3 separate regions of the Anas platyrhynchos genome follow, and all the other regions are linked to region 1. The links are chromatin contacts, called in public Hi-C maps. All regions are on one chromosome and are shown on one strand. The core of a region is the stretch at or near the end of the contact, and the rest is flanking DNA. Distances in the headings are between cores, read along the strand shown. Region 1 holds the start of LRRC28 (leucine rich repeat containing 28). Region 2 holds the start of LYSMD4 (LysM domain containing 4). Region 3 overlaps MEF2A (myocyte enhancer factor 2A).

Region 1 (4,202 bases), core at 764-3,263:
CAAACACTGACCTGGTGTAATAATCATCATCTGTTTTTATTCACACTAAACACATTTTGCTTATATAGGTTTTGCAAAAACAGGATCGCCAGAGGAGCTGCGCCCATTTGCTCCAGTTACTGGATTTGTTCCAGTAAACCAACTGATGACACTGGCAACTGCAAACAGCTTAAATAGATCTACTTCTATAAAGCTGCTGCACTTCAAGACAAGCTTTAATAGCTTCTCTATGTAGGCACAGATGAGATCAGTCATCCTTCTGGGAACGATGTAAATTTTGAGCCCTTGGTTTACCTGCTCTTAGAAGCACAAAATTAAGAATTAAACTATGGTAAAGAAAAAGAACCCATCTACTTAGTGAAGGGTTTCCTACTAGTCTCACTCATGGGATGGGAATGACTTGGCAACCATGCGGCAAGCATTCTCCTTAATGGAAGAACAGATTCCAATGCTCCTGTTCTGCTCATCATTTTTAGCCTTGTGACTACACAGGCAAGACTTTACACCTGTGCTGTGCAGGATCAGAGCTTCAAAGATCAGATTTCAGATCGGAGAGAGCAGCGCTTTTTAGAAGCACAGCACAGAATTTGATGACACAAGCTTGGGAGGTGTGATCACATCAGTTGAGGAAAAAAAAATCAGACTGAGAATGAGTGAGCGTGACAATTGCAGGCTCTGCAAGACAATGGAGAATCCTGAGTCACTGCTGCAGGAGGAAAGGCGGGAGAGAGAGTGAGATCTCCTAGCAGATAGGAAGAAAATGTAATATAGTTGAGGTGGGTGAGGATGTTCGTTTGTTTGTCTTGGCAAAGAACAGTTCATCTTTTTCTACAAAGACTACTCTTCTGCTAACTGAGAAGCAGTCTGGAGGGATTCGTGTATGTTACTCTTTTTTGTCAAATGTGAGAAGACATTTTAAAATACTGCTAGAAGGAACCGTCTCTCACACACACACACATACACACACACACACACACACACACACACAAAAAAAAAAAAAGAGAGAGAGAGACATTACAAACTATGATTTAAAATTGTCAGTTTTAAAATTCTCCCCTGGAATATTGACAAATCCAGTACTTTATATATATCATCAAAATCTTTAATAGTTTCAGTGATTGCAAACTGATTCTGCAGTTTATGTTGAATCCCCGCGGAAATTGTTTTATAATGACCACAGAAATACTCTGAGAGCTGAATTTGTTTTCATGACAGAGCAGAACCGAAGACATTTTAGCATTGCTCTCATCTCTGTAGCTCCTTTGTTGCTGTGAGCAGAAAAAATAATAATAAATTTATGTTAACCAGTCTGTGGGAAATAGAAAGAAACTGGGATTATTATTTTTTTTCGACGGTTTATGGACCTAATCAGCAAACAATAATTTAAGAATTTTTAATACCCAGTAACGTTTAATATTTTGAACATTAGGGAATTTGCTGGCATTAGAACACTGACATAACAAAAAGACCTTCCTAAGGATAGGTCTTAAGTATTGGGAGTGACTCTACATGTACATTTAAAACCAAAACCAGGTGAGCAGTGCATAGACCCGCTTCAGTTTCCTCGGGACCAACTATCAGAGGTAAAAATGGGGACAATGTGAGGTGGGGGGCGTAGGTATGTTGTCTAAGGGTCTCGTCTGCTGTCAGCAGAGAAAAAGTAGCATTAGCTGTAACAAAATTTAGAGGGGGAAAGGGAATTTTGCCACAACTTTTTCTTGCAAGTGATATTTTCCTTTGAAATCTGTTAGGAAGGGATAACTGGTGTGTTAAACAGCTCGGCCAGGCAGCCAGCAGCACAGCCAAGCTCCCCCACTGGGCTCCCTCTGCCCCTCACAGCCCCGCCACAGCAGGAAGCGGGACAAGCGCTGAGGCGATCCGGCTCCTCATTGGCCGCTGCCGGACCTCCAAGCCCTGACAGAACCGAACTTCCCATTGGATACCGCGCAGCGGCACGCCTTGCGATTGGCTGAGAGGGGAGAGCGGGCGGGAGCGGGCGGCTGGGGGAAGTCTCGCGAGAGTTGCGCGGCGCTCTCGCGCGGCCGCGGCCCGCCCTGCTCCGCCCTCAGGTGCTCGGAGCCGGCGGCGGCCCCGAGCGGAGGGGGCCGAGGTGCTGCCCGCCGCCCGCCGGTGAGTGGCCGCCGGCCGCCGGGAGCGGGGCAGGGCGGGACGCGGTGGGGACGGGGGGATCCCCCGCTGCCCGCCCCGGCCGCTGCCGGCCCCCCGGAGAGCGCGGGCTCGGCGCTGTCTCCGCGGTGTGGGTGCGAAGCCTTCCCCGGGCCGAGGCCGGGGGCCCGACCCCTCGCTGTGCCCGGCCTCAGTCGCCTCAGCCCGGCTGCTCCTGCCCTGTGGAGGCTGGGGGCGCCTGTTCCGCCGGGCTCTGCTCCGCTGCCTGTGCGGGAAGGGGATTTAGAGGCAAAAAAATAAATAAAAAGGGTTGGCTGCCGGTGGAAGCGGCCAGGAGGGTTTTCCTTCGGGGTAACAGCCAAAATAGAGCTGTGTGGTGGTGGCAGCTCTGGGCTTGCACGGGCTGTAGCTGTGTGTCCACGGCTAAACGCGGTCCAAGGGGTTCGTGGAGCCTCGGCAAGTTCAGAGCATGGAGATGTGATCCATGGAGAAGGCGGAAAGCTTTGGGGTGTCTGTGTGTTTTCTGACCTAATATTTTGTTCTTTTAAAGGCAGAAATAAAAACTAAAAGCCATGCTTTTAAATGGAAAAAGCAGGGAGCGAGGCATGATCTCCACAGAAGCAGTCATCGTGCCTGAGATTGCTTCATACTTATCAGGGAGGATGAGCTTTCCTTCACTGTTTCTTCTGTAGCAGCAGGTAGTGCTTAAATGCTCACAGACTTAAAAATTCTGATGTGCCTCCTTGAGTTATTTTAAAGCTGATCACAGATGTGGAGTTTGTTTCCTCTACCCGCTGAACTAAGAGAGCTTCAGTATAGTTAGTGCCACAGGCCAGCAGTACCTGCATGCTGTCTCCTGAAAGTGACAGCCGATAGAGGCAACTGTTTGTTACAGCGATTTTTCTTCTCATGAAAACTGTTTAGCCTAACCTAAGTTAGCCCAATACTTTGGAATCTTAAAAAGAATTCTGAAAATGTTAGACCTTTGCTTACAGAACTGGTCTTAGTGTTTCCTGAATTGGGGATAGTTTAGGACTAGAAGAGGAGTGCAGGATATTACATCCGAGTTGTTAGTAGTATGCATGTCACACAATGAAAAAAAAATTGCTGTATTCTTCCAGAAGGGCATAGGTCATTGATAAAAGCCACTTAGCTGCGAATCAAGAGAAATACTAGAACTGATCAAGTAGTTTGGTCTACATGGATGGTCCGGTTCTCAGTCTCCAGCTGAGTTTTATTTCCAGTGGCTACCTTATAATCAGATAGGGTTATCAACAAGAAAGCCTATACTTAAGCTTCCAGTAGGTGTTATGAGCTATCTCTTAGTGAAAGAATAAGCTAAAACGAAAAACTTTACTGGTGGAAAACAGTTGCAATTCTTTTTTTTTTTTTTTTTTTTTAATGTAAATGAATTTATACACACAACTCTGTAGCAAACCTCCAACTTTAGATTTATAAATGGTCTGGATATATGATGTTTTCTTGAGTCCTGAGACAGTTGAAAAGACTGAATGTTGCTCTTACCCAAATCTACACAATGTAAGAATGACTAGAATTTTGGCTATATCTGCAGAAGAAGCTAAATAAAGTCTGGTGTCAGATACAGGTTAATTTTTAGCTTTTATTCGTACTTTGGTTTTTGGCTTTGACGTCAGTTAAAGCTTGATGCCTTGTTCTTTCTGTTCTTAATTTTAGTTAAGACAGCTGAAAGTCTGCAGTCACATCTAGCTCTTACTAAATTTTCTTGCTGTAGAATTTCCGCTATGCTGTTTCAAAATGGTCATGCTTGCTGTCCATCTTCAACGTCAAATGCAACTCATAAATATTCCTGATAGTTTTATATGCAGAAGCTTAGCAAACTATTGTAGCCTTTTGTCAGTCCTTCTTAAAATCTACATGAAGTTGTTTTAAGTGATCCAAACATGTGTCCTCTGATAAAGTGTTTATTTTGCTTAAGATACATGGATTCTTCGTAACTCTACAGAATAGATGTAGAACGTCAGTAGTGCTTAGGAGAGAGGTTTTTTCCTTCGTTTTTGGTGATGTCAGCTTTGACAAAACTGTCTAAAACGTCA
Region 2 (4,202 bases), core at 456-2,955, 190 kb after region 1:
CACTGCCTCAGTGCCCCTGCCCCAGATAGGCCCTGGTAACAAACCAACTCCCTTGGATTTCAGAAAAGCTCATCCCGTACATTTTGAACAGTCACAGACTTGTGCAGTTACAGATCTCAGTGCCCTTACAGGAGCTGCTTAACTGTGCGAGTAACCCAAGATACACCCACACTGTGCCATGTCAGGGCCAGCAGGTACACAGATGGTCACACAGATCTCCAGCAATGAGGATTTCTCTCTCTAGTTAAACCAGAGCAGGTCAGAAGTGTGCGTTCTGGAATTGGAGGCAGTTGGACATTCCTCCTGCTGGAGAACACGGCCACCCCAGCCCCCATCAGCTCCCTGTCCCCACCAGATGAGCAACTGGACTCTGTGGACAGACGGGGATGGCAGAGGCAGGACCGAGCCCTCTGTTACATTACAGGGCACACTGGGATGGTTCCTGACATAAACCAGGAGTTGTTCAGAATCCTTGGAGTTCATGGACTGCCATGATTTGGTGGAAGTGGCAATAACCATGCAGCTGCTGGTGCTGAAAGAGGAACATCGCCTTACTACAAAGTCATCTGCCATGGCTCTGAGGTCTCATTGCTCTACTGGTTCCAGCCAAAGCCCGCTCAAACCCCACCAGGCTCTTCCTCACAAGCATCAGCTCGGCAGTGGAGCCCAGGAGGGCTTTTTTGTTTTGGTTTTGTTTCTAAGGGAATGGGAGGGGAGGAATTGTCGCAATTCCTCCAAGCCCTCTTGCTTCAGCTGCACCTCACAGCTGTTATTAAGCAAGACAGGCTGCAACAGCGCTGCAGCCGTTCAGCCAGTTCTGCCATTACCCCCAAGCAGGTCACTGTCCAACTGTTTGCATCATGGAACTTCTTAATCACAGTCTCGCTGGCAGATACAGGAGGCTCTAAATACACAGCTTTAACTGCTAACCAATGGGGTATTTCTGATGTTCAGATCAGGTAATTAAAGTTCCCAGGAGTTTTTCCCATAAAGCTCACCCCTTTGGCACAGAGCTGATGTTTTTTAGCCTGTTCCAACTCCGGAGAAAGCTCCCTGTGCACGTGCACTCTTGATGGCCGAACTGCTCAGGCTTCTGGGTGCTGCGGGGAACAACCCAACCCACACCCCGGCCAGCACAGGGGCTCTGTGACCCGGACTTTGGCTTCTCTGCTCCTCTAAGCCCACCCCTGCAGCGTGCCCGGCCACCGACCGCTCCCCACCCGTGCTGGGCCAATGCTGCCGGGAGGCTCGGGGACCCCCCCCCACCGCCCAGCTCTCACCTGGCAGCCGTACTGCAGGGCCAGCTTGTTCAGGCTGTCGCCCTCCGCCACCTCTCGCTGCAGCAGCACCACGGCCCCCGCCCGGCCGCGGGGAGCCCCTGGGGGCCGCTGCTCCCCGCCGCGGGGCCGCAGCTGCCCGGCTCGGGGCCGCTCCTCAGGGCCGGGGCCGGGCCCGGCGCGGGGCTGGCGGCCGGGGGGGCTGCGGGCGGCCTCCATCGGCCTCGGCACCTGCGGCAGGGCCGGGTTCTGTACCGACTCGCCTCACGGGGCGCTCACAGCCCGCTCACAGCCGCACCGGCGGCGCCCCGCAGCCCCCCCGCACCTCAAATCGCCTCAGCGCCGCCCCGCCGGGAGCGCCCCGTCAGGGCTCCCCTCAGCGCCGCGCACCTCAACCTACCGCCCCTCTGCCCCGCCTTCCCATTGGCTCGCAGCGCCGGGAGGCGGGACCTCAGCGCCAGCCGGCCAATGGGAGGAGGCGGAGCAGAGCGGCAGCGGGTTTGGTTGAGCGCTGGAACGTGGCCGGCGGGAGGGCGCCGCTTAAAGGGGCCGCGGCTCTGCCTCCAGGGACAGCGCCCCCTGGCGGGAGGCCCCGGGGCTGACGGAGGCGCTGTGGTGAGGCAGGGCCGGGGGGGGGGCGGGGCAATGCGAGGCCGTCCCCTCAGCGCTGCCCGGCCCCTTCAGCCCTACGGGCCTTCAAACTATCCGATTTTACCTCAAAATATCATACCTGTTCTCACCTCTGTAAGAATTCTGCTCCTAGCAGAGTGGGATTATTCCACTATGAGTTAATTCACACAACAAAGATTCATTTTCCTGAAAAAAAAGCACCATGACGGGAGGCTTTCCAAAACACCTTAGAGAATTACCTGCCGTCTCCAGGCTTTTTCAGTGTAAGCGTCCTCCACTGAGCTTTCTGTTTGTAACCGCTCAGGTTCAGCCTCGTGTCATTCCCAAGCAGCATTTGCTGGCTCCCCGGCCTTTTCTGAGCCATTGCAGCTCACGCAGGACAGCCCAACCCCACAGCGCAGAGCAGCACGGCCCCTCTGCACTGCTGAAGCTGAATTTATGCAAACTGTGGTCAATGTGGAGAGCACAATCGTTCTTACCAAGAAACAACTGCCTGTTCTGTAGGAGAGCTGACGCTGGCTCCAGGCCAGCTGGATGGGGGATGTCGTCATGCCCAAGCATTAGGATGTTTTTGTTGTCCACAGATATGTTGTGAGAGCTGCACAGACACGAACAACTGAAGCCTGTCTGAGAGCTGAATGCTTTTGTCATTATACACATTTAACCAACATAATTGTCATATGTGCCCTGAACTCCAGAAAGAAATCCTCCTACTCCTGATTTATGTCAATGCAGAGGGCAACAGAACTGAAAAGTCTTTCCCTTAATCCCAAGTGGCAGTGGCTGTGACGCTGGGCACCAGCCAACATTCACATGGACGCAAATTCCTTCCTGGGAAATGTCACGGTTAATGTCATTCTGATAAAGAATCACAACTTCAGTGAAGGTCTTGGTTCTGGCTTTTCCAGAAGAGCATGAACTGGAATAGGGTTCTCTCCTTTCTTGTCCCTGTGACTCCTTCAAGCTCTTTTTGCTCAGACCCAGAGTTGCTGTTCTCTTCCTCACTTCTGCTTTGTTTTTTTGCAGGCTCCCTTCAGAAGTGTTTTCATTTCACACATATTCCTTGTGTATTTCTTTGTTTCTCTTTAGGCAGCCTTCTGTACTTTGCCATCAAATCTATTATTTGGATTCCAGGTCACTCAGCGATAGTCTGAGTTCTGCACTTGGGAAAACTAGTAACTTAACATACAGCTTAGAGAAAGCAGTTTTTTGTATTGCTATTCAATTAATTCACTCATCCACAGATGGGCTGTTTCACACATCCACATTTGCACATTGGTGCTACCTGATGTTTGGGCTACGGCTGCTCAGGTTGGCATCTGATGGTTTCCAACAGCCCAGCACTAGTAGGAGTGAAGATTGCAATTCATAAATCACCAGGGCCACCATTAATTGTGACCTGACCCATGATTTAAGATTAATAAAAGCAAGACAGAGTTAAATTATTCACCAATTTCCTCTGCCACACGGGCTATTAACAAGAAAAATGTAGAACGAAGAGCAGTCAATAAAAGATGGAGGAGGAACCCTCACAAATACTCAACTACAGCCCTGACACCACGTACACCACAAGCTGAAGAAATACTTTAGCATCCACTTCTTAATTTCAACCAGTTATTCCAGTCTAGTTTAGCATCTATAGGGGAAGACTGTAATACATCACTGTGAGGCAAGAGGAATCTACCGATATTTCTGATATCACTGCATTATATATGTGTGTATATATATATCAATAAGTATTCCTTTCTATCTTTATTTTGATGTTTCCTGTTGGGAGACTGGGAACGCAGCTGTAGCTAACTGCATCCATATTCAGGACATCGCATTATAAAAATTATGAAGCCTCTATTGCAAATAATTTACAAATGTTAGGCTTTGCTCTGGTTTTGGACTTACGTAGCACAACTGATTTCAATGAAGATACCCCCTGTGTTAAAGGCAGAAGCACGAGCCAAATACAACGAAATGATACTCTCCCTGGTGTCTGGCGTGACTAAGCTTATGTGGGAACTATGTACACATGATTGAATTATAAACACAGCAACAAGTTTAAAAACTAGGTACACTAGGCACAAAACGCCAGGAAGAAAACCTCAGTGAAATTAAATTCATTATAGGTGTATACTTAATATAGCTAATTGAGCTATGGAGGTTACTCTGAGTGCATGTTTGGCACTGTTACACCTTGCCTCTTTCCATGGTGTCTCCTGTTGGAAGCACTCGTCTAGCTCAGCAGGTTCCAAACTCAGCCACGGGCAACTCCATGCACAAGCACTACTCCTGCTGTTGTCTGCC
Region 3 (4,202 bases), core at 850-3,349, 170 kb after region 1:
TGTTTATGGAGGAATGAACCATAACCAGGAGGAGCAGGATATAAACAATAAGAGTACTCTCTGAATAATTTGTGTTTGTTTTTAAGATACCACAAGTGCTTACATTTGTTACTGGTATTCATGATGAATAATACGAAGTGAATCCAAGTAACAAAAGTTAAAATTATCCTCAGAGTAATGATTCATCAAGTTTTAGGTTTTTTTTATTTTATTTTTTCAGGAATACTGAAAGGTAGAAGACATAGGAAATGCACTGGCTGATTTTTAAAGTAGAGATTATTTTTTAAGATTAATTAGAAATAGATACAAGAAGAGCATCTTGTTAATGCAGTTCTAATGTTAGTAGCGTACAGTACCTACTTACTGCTTTGTTGTCAAGAATGACTTAAAATTCAATTTATTTTTTTGTCTATCTGAAGAAATCAGAAGATTTCAAGCTAGAGATGCTAGGATGGCATAATGATTATATATGAAAAATATTTTTTTTTTACTTAGCTGATTATGCATTGCATCAGTCCAGCCAGAAACTGCTGTGTTACCTATCTATGTGTGATGTCAATGTGTGGTTGTGTCCCTGTTTTTATGAAGCTCTTTCTGCACTGATTTGTCAAAGTGTTTTTTTAATACATCTTTTAAGTGACTTAAATTGCGTACCGTATTGTAACTTTAGTAGTATTATTTACAGATTCAGGTGGCAAATTCACATTATTAATGAAGTAAAAATCCAGAAGCACAAACATGACTTTTTCTTTCATTTTTGAAAGCAATGCTATTTTTAGTAACTCTGTTATCCCTCTTGTTTGCTGAGTACAGTCGGAGGAGGATGAATTGGAGTTGGTGAGTTTGGGCTCCTGTTTGATGAGAGAGAGCAAGATGCTGAAAACTTCTTCTACTACAGTTCTTCTTAACTGTAGTTTCATTAAATATTTTAAAGAATTCCAGTGTTCCCTTGCTAGCAGACCAAAATAGATTTGTTTTATCAAACTCAAAACCTGACCAATTCAAGTTGAATACACATCCAAAGTCTAGCATTTTCTATTTGTAAACTTCCTTTTTTTCCTGAAATAATTTCTGTTTTTCTTGGAGGGAACATTGGAAAAGAGCCTTACAGAGTAACTGTCCATGTGTATAGGATGTTTAATGGTCTTTATTGTTGTTGTTTGTAAAAAATAAGCAACCTCTTATTCCCTAAATTATTGAAATATTTTTAGAAAGTGGCTTCGCTCATAAAGTTCTTCAGATAGTAACACAAGCCATGTATTACTTATTTTCATGGAGATTACATCATTGCTGGTGAGGTCACCTTTTTGGAGTGCGGAATTATTTCATCCTGCGTGAGATTATCAAACCACAGGGGTGTTCCCTGTTTACTGAAAGGAGTAGAGAATTGCAAAATGAATTATTCTACCTTTTTCCAGTGGAAAGATTCTGTTTTTGAAAGGAAACCCTTGGGATTCTTTTTTTTTCTATTTATTTTTTTTTCCAAAAGGTTTTAACATTTGGCATTCTGTCTGGAAAATAACGTAAGGCTGAAATAATTCATAACTTATTTTTAGAGCAATTTGCAAATTGTTTAGCTGCCGTAGCACGAACCGTGCAGAAGGTGCTGCAACAGCGTGCAATTGTAAAGACAGACAAAGAATTCTGCAGATTGTACAATTTGATGTGGTTTTGAACATGGACCTGTTGCTAATATGAGGCTCTAATTGCATGAAAGCATGGAATATGTAGTGACTTGCATACACTTCTTAATAAATGCATGCTGTTGGTTGATTTTTACCTTAAATGTGAACGATAGACTTAAGAAAGCGAGGAGAAACGATTTTTGAAATGTGGTACTGAAGTTTTTAAGGTTTATCGGAATGACTTGCTAATTGAGCACTTCCAAACAGCTGTCACGCACATCCTTGCTTCTGTAGAGCAATGTCTGGTTTCCAGGGCAGGAAATAGAGCTTTAAGTCAACACAGGAACATTTAATCAAATAGCGTTGCATACATGTCAGAAATTGGAATTATTCAAAAGCAGTTGAATGAAGGCTTTGCTACCAGCTAAACTCATTGCTCGGCGGTGTGAGGGGCTGAGGTGCGGGTTGTGTGTGCAGCGTGGGCCCTCTAGTGGCTCTCCAGTGGGCTCTGGTGCTAGGGGAAAGGCACACAAAGGAAAGCCAGCAATGCCTTTCTTAAAGGCTCTTAAACATGGCAAAGCAATACGAAGTGTACCTGAAATCTTGCTTATTATGCTCGTTTCTGATGCTAAATTTAGCGCTAGACAGCAGTTCCAAACCATGGCTGTGAGTGCTCGTTCTGTGCGGTTGGAACCGAGCACAGAACGTGAAAACCAGAGATAGCACCGGTAGCATAGCAGGAAACGAAGGTATCCAGCTCTTCCTGTTCCTGCTATTATTTGCACCAGCTTAAAAAAAATAATAATTTGAAGGCTGTCACAAGTCTTGGATTGGCTGACTCCCAGGTACAACAAATAGTAGGTACTTCTCGGTGTCCTTGCTTGACTGAGTGTTCAGGAATTCTATTTAAAAATAAACCACCTCAGAAAACCACCTTTATTAGCCACTCAAAATAAATAAATAAATAAAAATCCCAAGGGGAAATCCTTTGGTCTGGATTGTTTCCCAGTATACTCCTAACTTTTCCATTATACTGTAATCCCAACTTTATAGGCTGCCATCCAAGAAAGCTTTGGAAAAAGGTCAATTACTGACAGACAGAAATCTGCTCTAATAACATACCTTTCTGCCAGATCAACTCGGGCTAGTGGAGATTTTCAGAAGTACATAAGTGATTTAGAAGGATAAATTGCACAGAAGATCAGTGGGACTTGCTTTGTGACTTTCGGCTTAGAAATCTGGGACCTGTGAAGCAGAGTGGGTACATCTGCTGAGCGAATGCCAAAGCCTTACCAGGCCCAGAGGTGGGCTTTCTGCAACGTCCAGACAAAACAGATCAGAGGGTGGTAGCCAGTGGAAGACTGTAGCCTATTTTAATATGGTAGCTGTGGTGTGTGATTTTTTTTTTTAAACTGGAAGGATAAAAGCCAGGGATTGATAGCCCTCAATTCATCCTCATAAGTTTTAGCTTAAATTTGAATAGAGCCACGTTTTTGTACCTGCTCATCCCATTATTATAAAGAGAATCATGAGTTTTTAAAGCTGCTCACTCTCTCAAGATCAGAGTGGAGGGAAAAGAAAAAGTACTGCAGATAGTGAAATGCTCATGTGCCTGTCCTAAATGAGAACAAGTCCTAGCAGCTTCATTCTTCTAAAGCTAGGAAATGAAACTCTAGCAAAGAGATGAAAAAATGCTATTCTTATAGCAAATACTTTTTTCAGAGACAGAGGGAGGCTTACTTTAAAAACATATTAAGCAATTTGAAATCTAGCTGCCTTAATCAAGAATGCTTCTTTGAGAATGCAGAAATACAGAGCATAGACAAAGGGACACTAAGCCTTCTGTAGGTAAGGGTAAGCATCTCTTGTTCAAAAATCAAAATGTGGCATTGCTGCACTTGAAGTTGCCTCCGCGACTTCTGTGACAGAGCAGCTTTCTGTCTGGTGGTATTCAGTGCAATGTTTAATGTAAGGCTTTCGAAACAGCAAATTTAGTTGAAGAGCTTAATTTGAGTGATATGTTTGCTACAGATGTTCATTGCAGTATGTGGCAAAGACAGACTCTTCACGCCTACAGTTAGAACAGATAATCTGAGACAATGTAGTTCAGCTGTTTTTCCTGTCAAAAAGCATAGTTGCTCTGTGTGAAGTCAGATGTCGTTTGCTTTGAAAGGGATCTGCTTTGTAACAAGTACTTCACCAGCTTCTCAGGAGCCATGGGAACGGCAGGATTATTTTATCACTGAGGTCTTATCAACAGAAATGTATAAGATCTCCTTTCAGGACAGGTGTAGTCAGCACAGTGTCAAAGCTGGCAGCTAAAACTTGAAAATCTGATAACCAACTGGAAAGTGGGAGTCTCTTTTCTAATGGAACTGCACCTCGCCATCTGCATTAAATCCTCTTCAAAAATATGGCTTAAAACTCTTTAAATCACTTAAGAACTTCTGAGAATTGTTGTGTGTATCACTAAGATATTGCATTTATTTATGTCCTACAACTCAAATTAACACTGATGAAATCTGCATGCACAGAAGGGGGACCACTGAGTCTTAATTTTTAACTTCTGTTAGCCAC

What was found. Hi-C and Micro-C count contacts between places; a contact is called where the count stands out from the background.
Region 2: a contact with region 1 is called in a Hi-C map of subcutaneous adipose tissue, with 2.7 times the contacts expected there. The contact joins the promoter of LYSMD4 here to the promoter of LRRC28 in region 1. A contact is called at or near these places in 3 of 8 Hi-C or Micro-C datasets (skeletal muscle, small yellow follicle and subcutaneous adipose tissue).
Region 3: a contact with region 1 is called in a Hi-C map of subcutaneous adipose tissue, with 4 times the contacts expected there. The contact joins the enhancer-like site here to the promoter of LRRC28 in region 1. A contact is called at or near these places in 7 of 8 Hi-C or Micro-C datasets (F1 follicle, F5 follicle, liver and 3 more).

Annotation. Positions count from the first base shown.
Region 1 is chr11:21,320,517-21,324,718 of IASCAAS_PekinDuck_T2T, forward strand. LRRC28 (leucine rich repeat containing 28) reads left to right here and starts at 2,014. Exons shown (of 11, transcript XM_027465896.3): 1 at 2,014-2,130; 2 at 2,682-2,825.
Region 2 is chr11:21,510,238-21,514,439 of IASCAAS_PekinDuck_T2T, forward strand. It overlaps LYSMD4 (LysM domain containing 4), which reads right to left and starts at 1,706. Exons shown (of 2, transcript XM_038185095.2): 1 at 1,281-1,706. The coding sequence starts at 1,496.
Region 3 is chr11:21,493,077-21,497,278 of IASCAAS_PekinDuck_T2T, forward strand. It overlaps MEF2A (myocyte enhancer factor 2A), which reads left to right. Exons shown (of 12, transcript XM_021266620.4): 9 at 814-837. Among named protein-coding and RNA genes, the nearest start is that of LYSMD4, 17 kb to the right of the region's middle. Within about 2 kb of position 2,100, at least 1 of the 8 cell types and tissues checked has an H3K27ac peak or open chromatin away from gene starts, as enhancers often do. A contact at or near this core is called in subcutaneous adipose tissue, where this site is marked.